Linked DNA regions of Mus musculus: all the other regions are linked to region 1. A link is a contact called in public Hi-C data. All regions are on one chromosome and are shown on one strand. The core of a region is the stretch at or near the end of the contact, and the rest is flanking DNA. Distances in the headings are between cores, read along the strand shown.

Region 1 (4,268 bases), core at 1,201-3,700:
CTCAGTGCTTGGCAGAGTCAACATTTCTTGAATAAATATGCAACTTTTATATAAGTACAATCTACTTTACGACATGATTGTCTTGTAAAAGAAATGCCAAACCACATGTGATGCTAAAGACTATTGGTTGTCAATTTGACTACATCTGAAATTAACTTTAAAGCCAAAAAAGTAGCTGGGTACACCTGTGAGGGATTTTCCCCCCTTAATTAAATCACTTAAAGTGGCCGGGCATGGTGGCCCACGCCTTTAAACCCAGCACTTGGGAGGCAGAGGCAGGCAGATTTCTGAGTTCGAGGCCAGCCTGGTCTACAGAGTGAGAGTTCCAGGACACCCAGGGCTACAGAGAAACCCTGTCTCGAAAAACCAAAAAAACAAAAGCAAAACAAATCAAAAAACAAACACACAAAAAACCACATTCCTTTAATCCCAGAACTTGGGAGGCAGAGGCAGGTGGATTTCTGAGTTTGAGGCCAGCCTGGTCTACAGAGTGAGTTCCAGGACAGCCAAAGCTATACAGAGAAACCCTGTCTCGAAACACCCCCCCCCCCAAATCATTTAAAGTGGAAGATCCACTTTTAACCCTGATTTTTTTTGAGGCAGGAAGATCCATCTTTAATATGGGCCACACCTTCTTCTAGCAGCCTTATAAAGGACATGAAAAAAGAATGCTTGCTTGCTCTTGCTCTTCCTAGAAATTACTTCACTGCCATTAGAGCCTACTTCTTCAGGATTCTGCTTATACTGAAAACCATGTGGGACATCCAGCCTTGTGGACTGAACAACTTCTGGCTTCTTGGACCTTTCACTGTTAGTCAGCCATTGTTGGACCACAGCCTATAAGTCGTTCTAATAAATCTCCTACATATAGATTCAGTCTATTGGTTTTGTTTCGCTAGAGAACCCTGGTACACGTAACACTTAAATACATGATGTAAACGTGTAGTGCATCAGTAATTTCACTTACAATGCTATTTGAATAATACACTCAGGTTTGGTGAGCTTGACTGTGCGTGTCTGGTTTATAGGTTAGTTGCAACTGTCATTTATTAGATGTAAGATTTCAGGTAGACACAATTTATAAGCATTACGATTAACAAAATTCTGACACCTTAGCCAGGTATGGTGGTACACCCCTTTAATCCCAGGCAGAAGCAGGTGAATTCTGAGTTCAAGGTCAGTCTGGAGTATTTAGTGAGTTCCAGGACAGCCAGGCTACACACCGGCCAGGAGACCCTATCTTGAAAAACCAAAACATACAACAACAAAAAGCAAACCAAAAACCAAAAAAACAAATCTGGTGGTACCCTTAAAGCGGGAAAATATGCCCCCACACCTAACTGGCACCTTATTGTTTTTATTGTCGTAGAACATAAAGGCGGACCACTGTTTGCCGGCATTAAGTATATTCGCAATGCTGAACCATCATCCATTTCCAAGAAAAACACAACGTTCAAGTCTACTTTTTAAAAAGAAAGTTAAGAACCGCTAAGTCCTTAAGCACTATCGAAAATGATCCTCACACAGGAACCAAACAGGAGGGCAGCCCCGCAAATGCAAGCAAAGTTGCTGGGGGTAGAAAACATTGAAAATCCGTGAAAACAGCGGTGCCACATACGCGTCAATCTGCGAGGGGGGGGGGGGGGAAAGAGCTCTCCACAGCCAAATCACAAGGCAGAAATGGCCTGTTAGGACCGAGCCCTCCTTCCCCGGAAAGCAGCTTGACCGGCAAGGTGAGGGACCCTGGCCTCCCACCCGCGCCCGCGAAGTGTTGGGGTGCAGTGCGGCCAACCCGCAGATCTTAGGCGGGTCAGCTGTGGAAGACGCCGTCCCGGCGCGGAGGCAGGCATGGCTCCGATCGGAGGGCGAGGGCTACTTTATTTATTTTTAAATCACTAGGGGACGCGGCTAGGAGTCCGTGAGACTCTCCGCACAGTCTGAGGCTCCCCGCCCGCCGTGCTCCGGTTCCACCTCGGCCTCATCATGGCTCCGCGCCGCGGGCTCCCCACTTTCTTCCCATTTTTTTATTTCGTGAACTCGTAGCTGAGCCCCAGGCAGGCCACGGCATCCAAACCGCGGCTGGCCTAGCGCCTTTAGTCACCTCGGAGCCATCTTTATCACCTGAAGAGTTTAGCGCCAGGCGCCCTCCTTGCTAGTTTTAAATCTGGCCGGGGCAGTTCCTCTCGGGGCCTGCCCCACCCTCATGGCCAATCAGCAGCGGGCCCGCCATTTTTCAAACGCTTTTCCTGCCGCCAATCAGGGCCGAGCAGTACATTCCTCTCTAGACCGGTTCCAACGGGTCTGGGAGTTAACGACCTGGGAGACCCACCGAACCTGCTAGGCTTAGCCTGGAGGGACGGGCCTGGCCAGACACCCACCAATCGGAAGCCTTCTCCGTGGGGGGGCGGGGACTCTCCGGGTTTGAATAATCCTCCACAGCCAATCAGAGCGGAGGGAGGTGTGGCCCGCGACTGGTCTGGTCAAGTTGCCGTGGCGCGGAGAACTCTGCAAAACAAGAGGCTGGGGATTGCGTTAGCGAGAAACCAGTTCTCGCCGGAGCTTGGGGAAGGAAGTCTCTCTGCGGAGGTCTGAGGGAAGCAGCGCTCGCAGCAGGTAAGGTTCGGCCGGGAGGCCCGGGGCTTGGCGGCCTGGCTCTTAACGCGTAGACGTGGGGGGACGTCTGCCGGGCTTCGGCGTGGCGGCTTCGGCGGCTTTAGAGGGCGGCCGAGTCTTTGGGTGAGGGCCGGGGCCATGGAGGGCGGCCAGAAAGCCCTTGAGCCCGGCCGCGTTTCTTTTTCTTTCTCTCTGTCTCTTTCTTAAAAACTGGATTGGCTGTGGGTCTCGCGGTGGCTTGTGTAAGTGTAAGGCGCGCGGCTTTTCTGTCAGGGAGGGCGCGCGGCCGGCGGCGGCTTTCGGCCTCCGGGCGAGGGGCTGAGGCGCGGGCGGGCGGGCGAGTCGGGCGGGTCGGAGCCGGCTGGGGCTGGGCTGGGCCGGGCCTGGCCGGGGCGCGCGCTCCCGCGCTCGCTCGCGGGGGCGCGCGGGGTTTAGGCGGGAAGCGGAGCGGAATCCCCCCCCTCCCCGCTGTCCCCGCTCCCCTCCCCCACGCTCCTCACTCCTTGCAGCCCCCTCCCCGCGGGTCCCCACCCCGGTCCCCGGTCCGGACACGGCTTTCTCCTCGGCAGGTAGACAGACGCCGCGCCGTCGTCATGGGCAAGGGTGACCCCAACAAGCCGCGGGGCAAAATGTCCTCGTACGCCTTCTTCGTGCAGACCTGCCGCGAGGAGCACAAGAAGAAGCATCCCGACTCGTCGGTGAACTTCGCCGAGTTCTCCAAGAAATGCTCCGAGAGATGGAAGGTGAGGGAGGGAGGGCGGGCGGCGCGCGTGCCCGGCTGCAGGCCGTTTCCGGGCTGCTTTTGGCGGGTCCCCGCGGGCGGGGGCGGGTCGGATGGGGGGGGGGGACGACAGGGACCAGGGAGCGCGCGAGCTTTTGCCACCCTGGGGACCCGAGGGTTTTAAAGGTTGGTCTCCAAGCCGAGGGCGCCCTTAATGCAAATGCCTCAGAGTTTACAGATTGACTCGACTTATTTGTTTATCCACTTTCTTTATTACTCGGACAGCTAGGAGCTTTGAAGTCCTTGCCGATTGACTCGTTTTTTCTGCCCCATAGACCATGTCTGCAAAGGAAAAGTCCAAGTTTGAAGATTTGGCCAAGAGCGACAAAGCTCGTTATGACAGGGAGATGAAGAACTATGTTCCTCCCAAAGGGGATAAGAAAGGAAAGAAAAAAGACCCCAATGCTCCGAAGAGACCACCGTAAGTTGATCTGAGAACTAACGAACCCATCGCCCCCCCAGCCCCCATCGTCCTCTATTTGTTAACTCTTGCTTCCTTGCAGGTCTGCCTTCTTCCTGTTTTGCTCTGAAAATCGCCCAAAGATCAAAATTGAACACCCAGGCCTGTCTATTGGAGATACTGCGAAGAAACTGGGTGAGATGTGGTCTGAGCAATCTGCCAAAGATAAACAACCGTATGAGCAGAAAGCAGCTAAACTAAAGGAGAAGTATGAAAAGGTACGGTGCCTTTTAAATAATAACTGATATTTCTATATGATATATGTCAGCTGTAGGAACTTGGGATATTTGTTAACCACTGCCTGTCAGTTTTTGGAAACCCCAGATGAAAGTTGAGCAGTACAGACAAGTTCACCTTGTGATACTGTGTTTTGTGGCCCTTGCAAATTTCCTGCCTGTACACTCGTGGTAGTTG
Region 2 (4,207 bases), core at 158-2,657, 830 kb before region 1:
TTGGTTGTGCTTTAGTGCTACACTTCTAATAATGTGAAGACTTTTCTTGAAGAAGTGAATTAGTAGTAAGTTGTTTTCAACAAACATACTTTTCTTAAAATCTAACAACTGAGAAGAAGGGAAATAGTCAAGGAATAAATATAAATTTAATGTAACAGTGCTTGCTAAAAGTATTTACCCAACTTTTGTTGGAATGTGTTCAAATTGTTACAAAAATGACTTTAAGGAGAAAAGGACAATAAATATTACATGTTTGGCTGCCTGTTCTCTTTCAATAATATTAATATTAACTTTGAGTCACACACAAAAGATTGACCACCAATTTGTTTTTGGGGATGAGTTTAAAGAGCTAAATGTGATATATGGGTGTCTATGTGCTTTAAGCTACTAGTTGCAAATATGCTGTAATTCATTAGTTAATTAATATTTCCCCCTACATCACTTGAAGTTAGATGAGTTGGAAGGAGAGTTCCTGGTGAAATGATAACATATTTTTTGGCCAAAAATAACAATAGGTCTTAGAAGTCACTTTCCTAATTATTTACTGCCATTATTTACTGCCAATATTAATTGATCAGCCTTGAGACTAATATTCAAAATATTGTGTTCTTATTTCATCATGGTGAAAACTCATTTCAGATTAAAAAGTCTAAAGACCCACTTAAATGTATAATTCTGTATATTCTGTAATGCTTGATTGAATGTTGAATTTAAAAACGAACCCACAAGCTATTGAGGAAGGACTGTGATTGATAGTGTGATGATTTTGAAGCAAGGTGTTCTTATTCAAGGGACAGACAGAACTAAGGAGTTATGGCCACTGTAGGAAAGTTTCAAATATGTCATCCAAAACAGCTTGCTTGTCTCCCTCTCTCTACTCTCTCTCTAATATATCTCAGAGAAGACTAAGAGGGAGGGAAGGAAGGAAGGAGGGAGGGAGGGGAAAGAGAGAGAGAGAGAGAGAGAGAGAAAGAGAGAGAGAGAGAGAGAGAGAGATGATAAATGAAGCAAGATATTTAAAAATGGATACCCTTAAGGTATGTTGGTTTTAGTTGTGTAATCTGCTTATATGTTTGGCATTTTTCAAATTAAAAATCTAGGAGAAAAAAGTCAATCATCTTATCTCTTGAAATACACTACCGAAAACAAACCTTTGCTACTCTTTCTTACTTGCTTGAAAGAATCTACCACTTTCTCTAGATGTTCTTTCGTTCGATTATTCCCTTAATGTATTTACTTGGTTTCTTAGGAGTGCTGACTTTGGTTTCATGGGTAAGAATTATACTTGTTTCTTGAATGGATTGTAGTCATGCACAAGGAAAGATTCTTCTATTTTACAAACATTGCCAGCCACTTCTACTATGACCCCAGCTAGGCTGAGCCGAACAATCTTCCAGGCTGAGTCATTCACTCTCACGGCAAATCGAAACTATGATTCTTTCTAAGCCAAAGCAGGGTTTCAGGCTCCACGAAGCATGTTGTTTTTTTGAGTTGTCAGCTAAAGCATTTGCTCATAGTGTGCATCTTTGTAAGAACTTCAGCATCAATAAACAATTTAAAGTGAATTTACTTTAGAAACATGGAACATCGATGTCGTGTCTTTTAGGACGTCAAAGAAATAGCAGACACCACTAAGTTTGTCACATCTATCTGAAGCAAACAAATGTCATTTGCTATTTGGTTTGTCACATGAGTCAATAGAAGAAGGCAACACACAGTAAAAGAGAATACTTATGATATGAGTGTCTTGAAAAGGGGGAAATTGTATTTATTTGTTGCATTAGCATAGTGTTGGAGCCTAAGAATAGTTAAGGATGTTTCAGCCTTGGCATACGTTACTAGAAATTCAGTGTCAGTTATCTGCCAAGGTAACTGGAATGGAATCTGGATGGAATCATAAAAATTAAAAAAAATACATTTTAGCCGTTCTTTATTGAGTTTGTAGCATACACTGGAAAGAAATGTTTTTCACTACTCATTTGATCATCATATTTCTACAAGTTTAGTAATTTAAAACATTACATTGCCATATAACCATATTAATGTTTGAAGTCATATAAAAAGTGGCTTCTAAACACATCAACATTTAGAGTTGTTTGACTTAAATAAAACAAGCTTCGGTGAGGTGTGGCACTAAGCTGTCTGTCTCAAATGCTGGTATTTTTACACTTGAATGACTATGTTATTATTTTTTTTATTTTACTTTATAAAAATTAAAGTTCTCTTTCTTTCAAAGCACTATTAAATAATTGGGTTCTGAATAGGGAATCAAGTGTCTACTTAGTTACAGTTTGATATACCAGAGTACAGCATTTTAGGAGCTAAAAGCGTATCTCTGTTTTACGCATCAGGTGTACAGATTCTGATGGCAATAGGACACAAATGGAATATTAAAGACAATGGCATGAAGGATGCAGCAGGATGTGGTTTTACATGCACACTTTCATTCACATTTAACAGCTGATATCGAAAGCTGTCCAGTAAGAAACTTCTAGATTTTAGAAACCACGAGTCAATCCTGAGTCCTAACACTTATTCTTTAAGATGGTTCCGTTATGCATAAGAATGGAAGAGAAAGGGGACACATGTTATGTGCCCTCAGGGCTGGAGGAAGTTTTGGTTTACAGGCAGCTGTTTTCCAAGCAAAGAAGGGAGGTTGTAAAAGACAGTCCTAGAATTCCAAGGGATGAAATGTACTTTTTGATTTTTCTAGAGTCTAGAATCTAGATAGTAAAACTACCTGTTAGAGGAGGTACGGTGGGATTTTTGTCTTATTTTCTTCTCTGCTTTTAGGCAGGCCATAATGTCTGTCTTCAGTCATTTAGCCATGTCTGGCACCCTGATCCTCACCCCTAATATCCCCATGGAGCAATGGCTGCTTTCTGCCCAGTTTGCTGCCACACCACAAGATGCCCCTCTCCTATGGTGCGTGGCAGACTGACAGGGCAGGTGGGAGGGGTTTATTGCTGCTCCTTTATGGGGGCTGCCTCACTTTATTCTGAGAGATATCCTGCCGAACACTCATCAGTTTAGAAGAATCTGAGATCAAGTCTCAGTTCTCGCCTCGGTTTTGCTGAGAGAATTTGCTTTCGGGGTTCAGAAGTTCAGTGGATTGTTGAGAGACAGCTTGTAAATGCTTGGCCATGAAATGCCGTCTGAATTTTTCCTTTTGTAGCTTTGACCTTGGGATCTCCACATAGGCCACATGGTCATTGCCCATTCGTTATATGTTTTTCTGCTTACATAGCAAAAGCAAAATTTCCTACATATCAGGCAGAAATAGAAACAGGAAGACAAAGGGGAATTCCAGGGCCAAAAAGGGGGAGTGGGTGGGCAGGGGAGTGGGGGTGGGTGGATATGGGGGACTTTTGGTATAGCATTGGAAATGTAAATGAGTTAAATACCTAATAAAAAATGGAAAAAAAAAAAAAGAAAAAAAAAAAAAAGAAACAGGAAGACTTTGAAAACCGTTTAGCTTGCTTATTAGAAGTTGGAACTCTTTGTAAACTGTCTATTTTGAAATTCTCGAGGAGATGAAAGGCAGTGATTACAGATACGGGAACGGAATGGGGAAATTGTAGCTTGGGGTACCTTTTGAAGAATGTAGTTCGGAATTAACTACGCCATTTTTAGCGTTCCGTCTTCTCATTTCTTCTCTCCTTTGTTTCCAGGCTCACCCTTCTCGCTAGTCAGCATTTATTGTGCGTTTATTAGTGAATAGTTATGTGATATGCTAGGCATAGACTTTGTAAACCAGTAATCTGATTTTCCCTAATGGTCTGCAGTACCAGAGATTATTTTCACAATGCATTCTTACTATGAACTCTTTCTCGTGGAACAAAACTATTTCTAGACATTCAACCAGTTTGATTAGGACCAAAACAAGTGATGGAGACTTAATAAACCATTATATTGGGAGATACAGGTATTTATTTATTTATTTATTTATTTATTTATTTATAGAACAGTATCTCACTATGTAAAACAAGGCAAGTGATGGAGACTTAATACACCATTATATTGGGAGATATAGGTATTTATTTATTTATTTATTTATTTATTTATTTATTGAACAGTATCTCACTATGTAGCCCTGGTTTGTTTAGACTCATGGAACCTCCCGTGTGTGTGTGTGTGTGTGTGTGTGTGTGTGTGTGTGTGTGTGTGTGTGTGTGTGTGTTAAGTGTGAGTGGTGACACACATCCAT
Region 3 (4,049 bases), core at 439-2,938, 870 kb before region 1:
TCCTTTCGATCTTCTTACTCTCTGTTTTCTTGAAAAGTGAACTTGTGTTTCTCGTCACTCTGTTTACGGTTTTTTTTCTTTTCATATCTTTTAAAAGTATTCTTAGTATATTTTTTCATGCAGGTCACAGAGTGTTCACTTAGAATGGGTATTGGGAGGATCTGGGTGAAGAAGGAATCTTTCTAAGTTTTTCTTCCTTAGTTCATTAAGTACTTTTTGGTTAAGTTCTCCAGAGATTTTAAAAGTCAACCCAAGAGGATAACCATTCTTTTTAAATTGTAAATTGCAAATGAGGAGATAGTTGTAGTGATTTTACTTATCATATTTACATTTCATGATTATTTCATAATCTTTTGACATATTTTTTAGACATTTCATCTGCAGTTATTTAGGACATAAAACAACAAAACTATGTCCATCAATAAATTTATTTCTAAAGATTAATTAAAAATAAAAATCTTAGGTTATTAGATGCACTTGGGGGCAACCAAATTTTAAAAAGAATGCAACATTATGAAATTTAACCAAAATGATAAATCTTCAGGAACTATTAAAAGTATAATTTGTACTGAAGTCTCTAAGAAAAGATATTACTATTCATGCTATTCATACTATTCTCTGAATACTTCTTTCAAGTGATCAACATTATTTGTGGAATTTAGTAATAATTTTGAGCAAACTGAGTTTGTTAGAATAATTCAAATAGTTTTAAAATTTTTTGTGAAATGTTTGAGTTTCAATCACAAAATAATAACACAGAAATAAAAGTTTCAGTTGTCACATTTAAAGCAAAAAAAAAAGTAGCAAAAATACCCACATCTTTACACACACACACACACACACACACACACACACACACACACACACCCCACTCTATCCATTCATACACCATCTTACATTGATCAACAACTATTACATGACTTAAAACTGCCCCATGAAACTAACTTTATCATTTACATTTTATTATAATAGTACTACAGTTAAGAAAATAACAAAATAAAATGCTGTTTAATCTTTCAATAATACTATAAAACATAGTAACCAAATGTGGTTCCAATTAAATTATTAACTTTCTAGTTAGTTAGTATATGATTTTAAAATTAAACTTCCATTTTAATGCCAGAAGAGGAAGTTTTACCTGAAGTTATCCAATTGACTCATTATTGTGGGACTTATTTTTCTTTTTCTAGAAGCCAAAGAGCATCATATTGGTTGTGTGATTTTATTTTTATGTGCATTTTTCCAATCACTAGACATAATTGTTTTACAAAGGGTAGGATTTTATGCATTGAGATAAATAAATCATCACAAAAACGCACCGTCAGCTTTCAGTTTGTTATACAGGGAGGCAACTGCAAAGACGAATTATCATCTTTATTCGATACTCGTTCTGGACACGAAGTCTTTTCTTTCTCCCCTGTTACACCGCTACAGTTCCATCAGAAGATAGGACAGTGAAAATCTGCACTAGCTTTCACCGCGACTTGATGAATAGCGCAAGAGCTTAGTGGAAAGGCTGAACTCCTCCATGATTAAAAAGCAAACCTTTAATGTAGTTTTTGTTTACCATGTCGTAAGTGCAGTGTTGGAAGTTACTGCCAAGGAGTCATCGGGAACAGGCATGGGTTCGGCAATGTCAGCCAGCCAATGCTTTGAAAATTGTTCAGTTCCTCTAGCCTTATGACTGAAATAATATCCAGTGGCTCCGGCCCCAAGCCTGCTTAATGCATCTGTCCAGAACACATAATTACTCGGTCATAACATTCCCCCGGCCACCAGCCAACAAACCAATCAGCATTTCTTTCCAATTCACCAGAATTTTTGCTGTGTCAAACTGTTTGATCTCTAGGTAGTAAAAAATGCAAAAAATGGAAGGACACTGCACTGGAAGGTTTTAATTTAGAAGAGTTTCTCATGGAAATTAAATTTGAAGAGAAACATGTTTTTGTTGTCATGACTGAAGTTGAAATTTTAATTTGGCATCCTCTGCGTATTGTGTAGTTAGTTTGTTTTAACGCCACCACCTCACATGTAAGTTATTTTAGTGAGGAAATATTCTAAGAAAAAAAACTAATGGCGAATGTATGTCCAGTTATGATTTATTTCCAAAATATTAACAAATACAGGGACAGAAACATTATCCTTAGAGTTAACACAAATATACTGTGCATGCATGTATTGGTGTGCATGTGTGTATATATTATATTTCTTCTATCACTGTCTGAGGGTAATTACGAGAATGTTTACATATACATATGTATGAGTGTGTATAGAGTTCCCTTTTACACAAGTTTATTACATTTGAATAATTGGTAATCTGATTCTTTAAAGTGTTCTGGATTAAATTACCTTATTTTGTCTTCTGTCTACAGACTCATCTAAAGTATTTTTAAATGGATTTTTGGAAGTATTTTTTATGATGTGAAGTTTCACTGAATATGTAAAGCTTGAGATTGTTGTAAAGAAGCAATACATAGATTTAGGTCATTAGAGGAAACAAAAAAAGAACATTCTAGACAGAAGTAAAAGCATGGGAGAAATGTTAGGGAGAAGTAAAATGGCCTGTCAGGGAGAGCTGCTCCTTTTGCACTGTGAAGGGCTCTTGGAGAATAATGTAATTTGAAGTAAACACGAGAGTATGTCTCAAGTTATGAATTGCCTTGATATGCAAAATACAAATGGGTATTGTACCAGAATATCTAGGAATAGTTCAGGTTGTTAATTTATTGTCACATGGAATGTTTTCTTGTTTATGTATTTTTCAACTTTATTTCATTGACTGTTAGGTGTCAATTACAGTACACTTCTTGGCACATGTCTCTGATAGAAACAGAAAGATGTATAGAATTAATTTGTTCCTATAAACAGTTAGGAACATTTATACAGCATCACTGATTTGTCTCCGACAGGTACTCACCTATTTGTCTCATACAGGCACAGACCTGCAAGCAAATGGGGCCTGGAAGAAAGAGCAAAAGATGACAGAACAGAATCAATTTTATCTGGTTACTTATCATTTAAGAGGAGAGGCATAATCAATATTCTTTTGAGATCTTGGATAAAATTGTGCAATTATGGTTTGAATCTGAAACATTCCATGGGCTTATGTCTTTGAATACTTGGTCCCCACATTATGACAGTATTAAGGGGAATACTAGAATTTTTGAGAGTATGAAGCATGGATTGCAGAGGTGTGTCACTGGGCATGGGCCTTTAAGCATTATGGAGCAACTCTGCTTCCTCTTTAAACTCTGCTTTTTGTCTGGCACTGTGACGTGACCAGCTGCTTCATGTTTCCTCCCCGTCCTCCATGCCTTTGCCATGACTTATCAAACTGAGAGTGAGAATGAATGAATGCGTTCCCAAAGTTGCTTTTTCCTGATATTTGGTCACAGCAACAGAGACATAAACAACACATGTGTGTACCAATGTACCTAGATATTTTCAACCATTTTCTTTCTATACTGTATCATGCACATTTTTTCTATTGGCATTCATATTTTCAGTTCATGGACTGGTCTTCATGTCCCATTTCATTCATGGTGATAGTGGGTGCACATCTTATTTTACAGACCTTTCCTCTTCCTTCCTTCCTTCCTTCCTTCCTTCCTTCCTTCCTTCCCTTCCCTCCCTCCCTCCCTCCCTCCCTCCCTCCCTCCCTCCCTCCCTCCCTCCCTCCTTCCTTCCTTCCTTCCTTCCTTCCTTCCTTCCTTCCTTCTTTCCCTTCCCTCCCCTCCAACTCCCCTCCCTCTTTCTTTCTTTCCTTCCTTCCTTCCTTCCTTCCTTCCTTCCTTCCTTCCTTCCTTCCTTCTTTCCTTCCTTTTTTTTTTGAGACATGATATCATGGAGCCCAAGATGATGAAGCTTGCTATGCAGTCATTGTTGCTCTTGAACTCTTGATCCTCCTGCCTCTACTCTTGCATGCTGAGAAACAAGCAGGCATCCCCACACCCAGTAGAACATCTTGAATTAGTTACTAAGACACTAGGAAAACAGCACATATAGACTACCTCTAAGACACAGTTGTCTTCTCATTTTTAGAGACTGGA

The links. A called contact is a pair of places that touch in the nucleus more often than the background predicts.
Region 2: a contact with region 1 is called in a Hi-C map of the N1E-115 cell line, with 9 times the contacts expected there. The contact joins the enhancer-like site here to the promoter of Hmgb2 in region 1. A contact is called at or near these places in 1 of 39 promoter capture datasets (cranial neural crest), 7 of 484 Hi-C or Micro-C datasets (the G1E-ER4 cell line, the N1E-115 cell line, adipose-derived mesenchymal stem cells and 3 more) and 5 of 115 datasets of contacts at active chromatin or transcription factors (the 230-238 cell line, astrocytes, embryonic forebrain and 2 more).
Region 3: a contact with region 1 is called in a Hi-C map of uterus, with 2.8 times the contacts expected there. The contact joins the enhancer-like site here to the promoter of Hmgb2 in region 1. A contact is called at or near these places in 1 of 39 promoter capture datasets (cranial neural crest), 1 of 484 Hi-C or Micro-C datasets (uterus) and 1 of 115 datasets of contacts at active chromatin or transcription factors (large pre-B cells).

The regions. Positions count from the first base shown.
Region 1 is chr8:57,509,393-57,513,660 of GRCm38.p6, forward strand. It overlaps Hmgb2 (high mobility group box 2), which reads left to right and starts at 2,451. Exons shown (of 5, transcript NM_008252.3): 1 at 2,451-2,613; 2 at 3,183-3,356; 3 at 3,670-3,815; 4 at 3,898-4,072. The coding sequence starts at 3,207. 2500002B13Rik (RIKEN cDNA 2500002B13 gene) reads left to right here. Exons shown (of 4, transcript NR_126553.1): 4 at 696-870.
Region 2 is chr8:56,683,119-56,687,325 of GRCm38.p6, forward strand. No RefSeq gene overlaps it. Among named protein-coding and RNA genes, the nearest start is that of Fbxo8, 130 kb to the left of the region's middle. Within about 2 kb of position 1,408, at least 14 of the 459 cell types and tissues checked have an H3K27ac peak or open chromatin away from gene starts, as enhancers often do. A contact at or near this core is called in the N1E-115 cell line and adipose-derived mesenchymal stem cells, where this site is marked.
Region 3 is chr8:56,637,758-56,641,806 of GRCm38.p6, forward strand. No RefSeq gene overlaps it. Among named protein-coding and RNA genes, the nearest start is that of Fbxo8, 89 kb to the left of the region's middle. Within about 2 kb of position 1,689, at least 11 of the 459 cell types and tissues checked have an H3K27ac peak or open chromatin away from gene starts, as enhancers often do. A contact at or near this core is called in uterus, where this site is marked.